Regions from separate parts of the Gossypium hirsutum genome. Here regions 2 and 3 are each linked to region 1. Evidence: chromatin contacts called from public Hi-C data. All regions are on one chromosome and are shown on one strand. The core of a region is the stretch at or near the end of the contact, and the rest is flanking DNA. Distances in the headings are between cores, read along the strand shown. Region 1 holds the start of LOC107950640 (nuclear transcription factor Y subunit A-1). Region 2 holds the start of LOC107953709. Region 3 holds the start of LOC107950661 (DNA-directed RNA polymerases II, IV and V subunit 11).

Region 1 (3,403 bases), core at 617-3,116:
ACTTAAAATTTTTTAGTTGGGCTTCAATTTGACTTGACCCGACTCATAAGCGACTGTAGTGTCAGTTGACAATTGTGTCTAGGTGTTAGCGTGAGTCCAATCAAGTTATCTATTTTATGTCTTATAAATAAATGTGAAAAAAGAACTTATATCAAAGTACATTTATATAAAAAATATATAAATATTAAATAAAATTTTGAAATGGTAAAATTAAGATTTTGTATCTATTTTGAGTTTTGTTATAATAATAAAGTTATTAAAGTGTTGGATGATACAAAGGTAGTGATTCACATCATAAGAGATGTAGAGAATGATTGGGATAGAGGTGATTCACATCCTAGATAGTGTGAAGAGTCACTAAAATTAGTGATTTAGAATTATGTGTAGAGTATAGGTTATGCATTTGGTCTTGTTCCTTTCTCTTTATTAAAAAGAGTTATTTACATATGAATGAGGGCTTGGGGTAGTGGACCCTTAATCTTATGATTGCACCTTTAGTATTATCAAATTTAAACCCAAATTAGAGGTTGGCCCAAATATGACTTTTTTCGAAATTGGTTACCTTGGAAAGTTTGAAACATAGTAAGATTGGATTTGATGTAATAGACATTCTTATTGGCATCACGATGATACCTTTTTCATGGTTGCAAGAGGTGCTCATACGAGAAGACGTGAGAGACATTCAAACGTACCGTATAACATATTTAAATTTTTGTGTGTAGATTTTATACAAAAAAAATAAAAAATAATCAACATTTTATATTTTTAAATAAAAAACATCTTTTAAAAAAATTAATTAAATTAATGTCCCACTTATTAATTTGATTAAAAAAATAAATATAATATAGAGGGTGATGATAGTTATAGAATGTTAATGGGGCCGCTATCCTTAAACACAAACGAAAATGATATTTAAATGAAAAAAAAAATAATAAAGTGGGGTTTGTTTTTAAATATCAATTTTGGATCAATCCATGTGTCTCTTAATGATTATCATCAAGAAGGGGGATTTTTGCCGGTCATTCAGCTTGCCTATATATTTTATTCATGTAATACAAAAATGGTGGTGCTGGCCGATGGCCATTTTTATTATTAGTTTATTCCCTGTAGAAACCGTTTGACTCTCCGTGGATTTAACAACAAATTGAAAATTTTGGGTTTAGAAAGAGAATTTTCCCTATAGAAATTTTCAATTTTCAATTAATTTATTTTAATTGAAGTTAATTAATCAAAACTCTCTCTCTCTCTCTATATATTTATATTCGATATTATGAAGTGGTATAAAATGTAGGCATATAAAGGTTAGTTTGGTTGGATTGGATTAAGTAATAAAAAAGTTATAGATTTAAGTGATGAATATTAGTGGGACCGCTGCTTGTTGTAAGTTGGAACTTCCACTACGTGCTTAATTGCTTATCCATAATACCAATCCAACATATTTGAGTTTGATCTTCAGCTTGCTTTCTTTTCGTAATTTTAAATGTCCACAACCAAACCTATTTTGCACTGTTAGGTTTAGGTATAGATACATGTCACTCGGATAAGATATTTTTTTTATTATTCATGTTTTTTTCTTAATTATTTTGTGGTTCATAAATAGGAATCGTTTTAAAATTTATAATTAAAACTTAAATTATGAAAAATACCATATAATTTTTAATAAAAAATGCAAAATTTATATTTTGATAAAATAAAACGAAATTAACTCTTTCAAAAAAATCGAAAAATAATATAATTTTAAACTTTTATAAAATACGAAACCAAATATAAAAAAATTTAATTTTTTAATTTTTCTAAAATACATAATTAATAAAATCAGACCTTTGTATATCAATCAAATTGAAATGTGAAAAATTTGAACGTGCTGCAGAATTAAAAAAAGAAAAAAAAATTTGAATGCCGCCTACCCATTAAAAAAGAAAATCAATGCCTGTCGCCATGTCTCTGTTAAGGTTGCATAGATAGAGCGCAAAATGGACCAATCTCTGTGATCTTTGCTTCTCAAAATCAAATCCTTTCAGCCCCTCTTCCTTCCATGCTTTTCCTACAGTAAGTCCTCTGCATTTATCCAAATATTCTTTTTTGTTTTTTCAACTTTTTCCTCTCGAAATGATCTTTCTTCTTCTTCTTTTTTCCCTAGATTTGATCCAATATTTCGAAGACGATTACTTTAGGGTTTTTAATCACTCAACTCGTCAATTTTCTTTTTCTTCTTTGATGTTATGTGAGTTTCGTCTTTGGTTTATGAGAAAATTGGAGGAAAGAATATTTACACGATTTATGGGGGGCTAGAATTAGTCGTGCCCAAAATGCAAAATTAGAAATCTAATTACTTAGTTGTATTAAGTTCAGCTGGACTTCAATTCACTCTGTTTCTCTGTTTTGTTAATTAGGTCTCTAAATTGTATTTGTTCATTTCTTGTGTCCGTTTCTCTGTTTTTTTAAGGGGCTGGGCTTCTGATTCCCAGAGTAAAGTAGTGAATAATGCCAGCAAAACCGCGGAATGAAGATCAACGGATGCACCATGGTGCTCAAAGTGTGTTGAACTCAACTGCCTCCTTGGAGCCCTGGTGGAAAGCAGTAGGGATTGACCTCTTAGGTGAAGCTGCTTCAAAGTCAACCTCTGCAGAGAAAAAAAATGGTCCAACAGCAGATGGAGGTAATCCAGTTAAGAGAATCTGATTAGTGTAGGATCACTACTTGGATTTCTCGTATTAGTTAAAGATGGGATGATGCTTCTTTTTTTTATGCTAACAAGACATCAGTTTTGGGACCTAGTGAATTATGTAATTTGGTATCGATGGAGCGTCGTTTTTAGTGGTCTTAATAACTTTATACGATCTGTCTCAGTTTCTTACGTAGTGCCATGTGACAATAATAACTAGTGCCATGTGATATCTCTGCTTCTTGTATAAAAATTGATTCATACCATGTACTCATTACATTTTGATGTATTCTTTGTTTCTGGATCAGATGGGCGAAATGGACATGATGAACAATATCTCAAGCATGTCCCTTCTGCAGCCCTCAAGCATGTCCCTTCTGCAGCCCCCCTTACATTGGTTGAACACCTTGAACCAAATTCCCAAATGGAACTAGCTGGCCACTCAATTGTAAGTCCTCTCTCTCTCTTACTCAGACAAACCCATTCACACATTTACATACCATACCTATAGGAGCGGTCACGAGCTTGCACTGACATGCATCCATCCATGTATTTTAGCAGTCAAACTACTTTTTTATTCTTTAAATTTCTATTAGTTCATATTGAGTCTCACTTTGACTGCGGAAGAAATTTTGCTTCAAACCTTTCAGGTCTTGAAATCTTACCCCTGTTCAGATTCGCAGTACAGTGGAATACTGGCTTCATATGGGCCACAAATAATGGTATGATCTGAGTCTT
Region 2 (3,403 bases), core at 526-3,025, 240 kb after region 1:
AACAGCACTAAGCAAATGGTGACAATTAATATTTGACTCCTGATTTGTGGTTTCTGTTTTTTTGTGATTTAGTAAACAGATTATTAATTGGATCAAGTTGCTCAAATCAAAGCGTTCAATGAGACAAATGTTGTATTTTGCAAGACCACGTTTCTTACATGATTGCTGTTTTCTTGAAATTTTGGCAGTTATGGTGAAGGAGATGAGAAGAATGAGGTCATGTGATCTGTGAATTAGGATGCAATGTTGAAGGTGATGGAGATGGTAGAGATGAGATTTTAAGTGGAGTATGATTGAAGAAACTGCCTTCAATGATGGTACTCAAATGGAATGCCGATTCAAGTAAAACAATTCCTTTATTTGATTGAGATGTGTCCATTAGATGGATTAACTAAAGAACTATGATTATGAAATGGGCATGTACCAATCAGATAAACATACTTGGAAAAGTAATGTGTAGGACAATAATCATTGAAGAATGTTGATTTGCAACTTGCAGTTTCTGTAGAAGGTGCGGGGAGCAATGAGAGGAAGATGGTTGTCGAACTGATGACTACTGAGGAAGGAGGCTGGTACTACTTTCTAACCATGCCCTTCCTTCCGTTACTTTTGTATATCATTGCATTGCATTTGTATTTTTAAGGCCTTAGGGGGGAAAAGTTCCTAATTAGTGGAATGTAAATCTGTTTGTCATAGTGTAATGCGAAAGAAAGCAAAACCATTTGTTATATATACTAGTATGTAAATATTTTGTGTTGGAACAGGATCAGGTATAGCCGTTAGGTTTGGGTACTTTGTGTTGAATTGGGGCCATTCATGGTTGACAGTTGAGACCTTTCTCTCTCTCTAACTGAACCAACTAAGAAACTTCTAATGGAGCTATCAATCTGAGCAGACACCCTGATGAGCACAGGCAGAGCCCAATAATATGAAACTTTTTTAACTTTCTGAAGCCGAAGCAGCATTGGGGTGCAAACTTTAACCAATGTCCTCTCTTAACTCGAACTCATGCAATACAAGAGTAGGTATATACATTTACACATTGCAGGTGAAATCTGAGTTGGTAGGGTTTGGGACATCATTGCAAGGCATGTGTAGCTAAGATCACCCTTTTGTTTGAGGGATATGGAGTTGTTAATGAGTTCTTAGTACTGTCATGTTTACGGCCACGCTTCTAACAGAACTGTAAGCAACGCATGAAGAAGATATTAAGTAATGGCATGAATTTGATCTTTATAGTGAATCTGTCCAAATATAATTTGATTTGTTAATTTCATACTATAATAAATGTCATCAAAGATGTGAGAGATAAGCTTAGGTTGAATTTTCTTTTTTAATTGAATAGCAACTTAAGAAATTAACCGATTGTAATGATGGGTATATTTGGAACAGCCACACAGAAAAAGTCCATGTCCTTAAGAAATTTCTAATATCAAGAAAGAAAGGAAATGATCTTCTTAGTTCCTTGGGATTACTAAATTTAATTTTTTTTTAAAAAGTTCTAATTGGATTTGTTCTAAAAACGAACTGGGAACATTCTATAGAGTCATTAAATTCAAAGAAACCCAAATTAGTCAAGGCCAATAAGGCAATAAAAGATAATATATTCCAAAGTTATCAACTCAAGAAAAAACCATAGGCTTTAGCACATGGTTTTGGGTCTCATTTTAAGGGTTAAGTCAAAATATTAAATGTAGCCCACTGAAATACAGGTCAAGCCAACCAGCCATCGTAAACTTCCCTGGCCTGCCTTTTTCATATAAATACTCAAATTGCACTTTCAATCACCAAATTCTGCCTATACAAAACAAATCCACCCTACAGTTTTTCAAGGTTTATTTTCACCAACCACACGAAAAAAGAAAAAAGTGTTCATTATGGGGCGTTGGATGAAGCCAGAGGTATGGACAAAATGAATAATTTATATTTTATTATTTTATTTTCTTTGGTTAATTGGCTTTTTTTTTTCTTAGGTGTACCCTCTAGTAGGAGCCATGGCCTTTGTAACTAGCATGTGTATCTTTCAGCTTACAAGGAACGTTTTCTTAAATCCTGCTGCCAGGTACTTTTTTGTTTTTTAATCATAATTTTTCTTACGTAAACAAGTATATTTTTGGGTCTCAAAATTGTTAATTTTTTGCAGGATCAACAAATCTGATCGTAGCCAAGCAGTGCTAGAAAACTATAAGGAAGGAGAAAAATATGCAGAACATGGGCTTCGTAAATTCCTAAGAACACGTCCCCCTGAAGTCATGCCAGCCATTAACCATTTCTTCTCTGAAGATAAATGAGCAGTTCAAATGGATTATACCCTCTCTGGTTTACATGAATTTGTGTATGAATAACAAGATATCAATATGTATTTTGCATTTTTTTGGGGTTTTATTTGGATTGAATAAAGAACTAAGGTTTATATTTATATTTGTATATAACAAATTATTTACTACATATGACACATGTAGGTTGCTATAACTAGGCTGAAATTGCAAGATTCCAAAATATGAGCACAAAATAATTACAATCTTTACTTGGATAATTCGGACGCAACGTAACAATATAATATATGAAAAAGATAATTAAAGTGACGTTTATTAGAAAAATTATAAGAAGAGCGGGGCTGCTGTTGAGGGCATTGAGAGCAAAGCAGGCTGTTTTGGTGGCTCTGGATGCTATATTGATGTCATTCATAGTCTATAAACTTTAAAATCTTCAAATTAATAATATTTCAATCATTCTACTCACATATATGATGGAAAAAAATTTAATTAATCTAAACAAAATTTCACAGATTAAAGTAAAAAACCAGATGCTGATAGATTAAAAAACTCCTATGACAATAGGTATGTTGTATGTTAGAGATATCCAAACGTTTGTAGTAAATAAAAAAATAACAAGTATTTATATTTTTAAGTAGATGTCGATAATGCTATGTATAACTCTCATTGATAAGGTTAGAGTATGGTGATTTTAGGAGATAAAAGCAAAACAAAGCATATATTTAGGGTTACCGAATTATATAAAGCAGTTTTTATTAATTTTCCCAATAACAATGGTTGGACACTTTAAAGACCAACGTTCAGACTTTGTTGTTATCATTTCCTCTCCTAATTTTATAATAATTTCATGAAAAACAATCAAACAAATTATTTATAGCCGAACAAAAACAACATTTTTGAAATTCAACTATCAAAATTGAATTACATTCCAAAACTCATATTACAAAATATCATATATATATACCTAATTTGAGAAATCAGGGGACAAAAAATCTAAGCAAGAATGACAAATGTGATAAATTATTTGGGATACAGAAAATATGTTAAGCTCAAAATTATGAACGGTTTCATTCATATAAATCTTGGATCTTAATTCATTTTAGATGATTTCAGTAAATTCCTGAAGT
Region 3 (3,403 bases), core at 604-3,103, 140 kb after region 1:
TTCAATTCAATGTTTTTATAATTTCAATTAATATGATCGAAAATTCTATTACAGGGAGGATCAGGATATGCCAAAAACATAAAATTTCAAAACATCTTGATGTACAACGTCAGTAACCCTATAATCATTGATCAAAATTATTGTGATCAAGAAAAACCATGTCGCAAACAGGTTAAAATTCCTTTACCTATCTATTCACTTAAACACGAACCCTTAAACGCCAAGGCATTAAATAAATTATATGTGTTCAGACATCAGCGGTACAAGTGAGCAATGTACTTTACCAAAACATCAGAGGAACAAGTGCCTCGAACGTGGCCATGAAATTCGACTGCAGCCAGAGTTTTCCTTGCCGGCAGATCTATTTGCAAAATGTAGCTTTAAAGGCTGAAGAAACTAAACAAGCTTCATCTTCATGTGCTAATGTTATATTATCTTATCGAGGAGATGTTTCACCACCCTGCTCATCTCAATCCTAAATTAGGAGAAAATTATCTATTGGTCTACTATATATAACATGTATAATGTTAAAATACTTGATCATAGTATAAATATTTGAGTGATTTTGTGTATGTTAAAATACTTGTTGCCAAACGCATCGAAAGTATAAAAAAAAAAAACCACATTTTGTGGATAGTTTTAGCAATTGAATTGTTTTTGTTTTAGCTTCACCTAGTATCTATATATTTTTTATAAATAAAATAAATTTTTTAATAATTTTTTAACTGAACTGTAACCCAAATAATGAGTGATACTAAAATAATAAAATATTTTATAAGTAATATACATAAAATTAGAAGAGGGGCATTGTTTTCTTAACTTCCCCCACTTTAACCAAACTAATAACTTAGCCAAACTAATAACTTAACCACTTTAACCACTTTACCTAAACTTAATATTCTAGAAGATCCTGTAATTTCTAACTCTACTGTTTCTACCAAAAAAAAATGCAGAAGAAAAATGAAAAAATTTAGAAATGAGAATATATGATATTAATTGTTAAATTCTGATATGATATTATCATCCAAAAGTTGGAGGAGAGCCAAAGGAGAACATATAAAATGAATCTTTATAAGTGAACTTAATTATACAAATCAACAGTGCCGTAATTAGGGACATCTAAAATAAAAAATTGTTTATTTAATTCTTTTAAAAATTTAAAAAATTTAGATTAATAAAGATAAAATTATATTTGACACCTTAAAAATATAAAATTTTGATTTAATCCTTTAAAAATTATAAATATTTAGACTATTGAAAATTATAATTTAATTTAAGCCTTTAAAAATATCTTCTAGCTTCGCCCCTTGAAAAATTATTCATTTAGTTCCTTTAAAAATGTTAAAATTTTAAATTAATAAAATTAAAATAGCACTTTAGCCCCTTAAAAATAATAAAATTTTGATTTAATCATTTAAAAATTATAAATATTTAGGCTATTGAAATTTATAATTTAATTTCAGCGCAAAAAGAATTTTTTGGCTTCTCCCCTACAAATTAAGTAGGTTCAAGTTTAACTAGCAGAAAAATTGGTATTGTGTTTAAGATATTTGTAAAGCTAGCACACATCTAATATTCAAATTCTATGAATTTAATTTGGGGTAAAACCTTCAAAGCTGATATGTAACAATTTAATTTGATTTAATACTACATCAGTCATCGTTAAATCACGTCATTTTATTAACAATAAAATTAATGTGTAAGGACTAAAATGTTAGTTTTTCAAATATAGAAATTAAAATGAACTTGATGATATGATATGATAGAGGGACTTGTAATAAACTTTAACCAATAGAGTAGAGGGAGGAAAATTAATTTTTGAGATATTATTTTTCTTAAGCACAAGTTGAAACGACATCGTAATGACTCATTCCCACGGGGTCTTCCCATTTCATGCAACAGTTACACTGGCACCGAGGCTGAGCCACCAAACCATTTTGATTTTCTCCGGCGGCGGTGAGAGCAAGAGTTTGCAGAAGAGAAGAGAAAGAGTGAGAAGGCCATGAACGCCCCCGACCGTTACGAGAGATTCGTCGTCCCCGAGGGGACCAAAAAGTAGGCTCTTTATCCCTAAATCCTCTGTTTATCAAACTCACTGCTACATATTTGTTGGTTAAATTTTTAGGGTTTCTTACGAGAGAGACACCAAAATAATAAATGCGGCCACCTTCACAATCGAGAGAGAAGACCACACCATCGGCAACATCCTCCGAATGTACGCATCATACGATATTCGTCCCCTTTCAAACTTCGTCTCTTTTTGCTTATTTTTGCTGGATTAAGCTCCTAATTATTTGTCTTTTCCTCCCTTTATTGTTAACGGTGATAAACAATCAGGCAATTGCATGGAGATGAGAACGTTTTGTTTGCTGGCTACAAGCTTCCTCACCCTCTGCAGTACAAAATCCTTGTTAGGGTTAGTCTTTTTCTTTGTTGGATAGGGCTAAACGCTATTAATTTTTTGGATTTTATCGAATGCATTCCGGTGCCAGTTGTTTTCGGGTTTTAACCAATTTGATGCAATTTCGTAGATCCACACAACCAGTCAGTCTTCTCCAATGCAAGCATATAATCAGGCTATAAACGATCTGGATAAGGAACTTGATCATCTGAAGAGTGCATTTGAGGTGACATTTGTCTTTCTTCATAACTTACTAGTGCTACTGTCGGTTAAATTTCGTTTACATAGGGGAAATTGCTTTTGTATCCGACTGCAAGGTAGTTAATATAATCTAACTTAAAATTCCATGAAGAAATTCAAGTACTTATACCACTACTTCTCCAACCGATGACTTGTGATAACTATCATATTTCCTATTAAAGTACCTTTTTTCTTATTGTAGATTAGTCATCAGTTTGCCTATATAACTCTACTCATAAAATTGCTTGCATCACTTCTTCACTTGTCCAATTAGAATGATCTGCTTAGGGTGCACTTTCACGAACCTGTGACAAATTAGGATTATAATTCTCTCTCTCTCTCTCTCTCTCTCTCTTTCTCTTTGTGTGTGTGTGTGTGTCTCACACACAAACACCCAACAGAAGCTTTCACATATGACATAACTACCAATTTACTTAAAATTGAATATTTTATTGATATATTAATGTTAAAAATCATTCATTTTGATAGTTCTGGTGAGTTTCGTGCTTGTATTGAGCTTCATCCTTATGCTTTTTATATTTCTCTTTGCAGGTTGAGGTAGAAAAGCATTCAAGGGACTTCTAATGTGTGTTTGAGGCGCTCAGTTAACCAGGGGTTTTGTGTTATGACTTTGAAAGGAAAAACAACCAAATAACTTTGAGACATCTGCAATGCATGCTATTCAGGCTTTTGTAATGACACTATTTTGAAATCTGTCTCAAAGTTGTTCAAGAAACAATCCTTCTGCTTTCTCTATTATGT

The links. A called contact is a pair of places that touch in the nucleus more often than the background predicts.
Region 2: a Hi-C map of leaf shows a contact between it and region 1, with 2.3 times the contacts expected there. The contact joins the promoter of LOC107953709 here to the promoter of LOC107950640 in region 1. A contact is called at or near these places in 3 of 34 Hi-C or Micro-C datasets (all in leaf).
Region 3: a Hi-C map of hypocotyl shows a contact between it and region 1, with 3 times the contacts expected there. The contact joins the promoter of LOC107950661 here to the promoter of LOC107950640 in region 1. A contact is called at or near these places in 11 of 34 Hi-C or Micro-C datasets (anther, callus, hypocotyl and 3 more).

The regions. Positions count from the first base shown.
Region 1 is chrA08:7,991,050-7,994,452 of Gossypium_hirsutum_v2.1, forward strand. It overlaps LOC107950640 (nuclear transcription factor Y subunit A-1), which reads left to right and starts at 1,867. Exons shown (of 7, transcript XM_016885527.2): 1 at 1,867-2,049; 2 at 2,447-2,659; 3 at 2,974-3,113; 4 at 3,316-3,387. The coding sequence starts at 2,485.
Region 2 is chrA08:8,231,998-8,235,400 of Gossypium_hirsutum_v2.1, forward strand. LOC107953709 reads left to right here and starts at 1,776. Exons shown (of 3, transcript XM_016889099.1): 1 at 1,776-1,901; 2 at 1,974-2,062; 3 at 2,144-2,419. The coding sequence starts at 1,878. The coding sequence ends at 2,291. It overlaps LOC107950686 (pentatricopeptide repeat-containing protein At3g53170), which reads left to right. Exons shown (of 3, transcript XM_016885593.2): 3 at 189-1,579. The coding sequence ends at 232.
Region 3 is chrA08:8,129,345-8,132,747 of Gossypium_hirsutum_v2.1, forward strand. LOC107950661 (DNA-directed RNA polymerases II, IV and V subunit 11) reads left to right here and starts at 1,854. Exons shown (of 5, transcript XM_016885545.2): 1 at 1,854-2,055; 2 at 2,126-2,215; 3 at 2,338-2,416; 4 at 2,532-2,627; 5 at 3,194-3,403. The coding sequence starts at 2,003. The coding sequence ends at 3,226. It overlaps LOC107950651 (polygalacturonase QRT2), which reads left to right. Exons shown (of 9, transcript XM_016885535.2): 8 at 55-171; 9 at 252-580. The coding sequence ends at 479.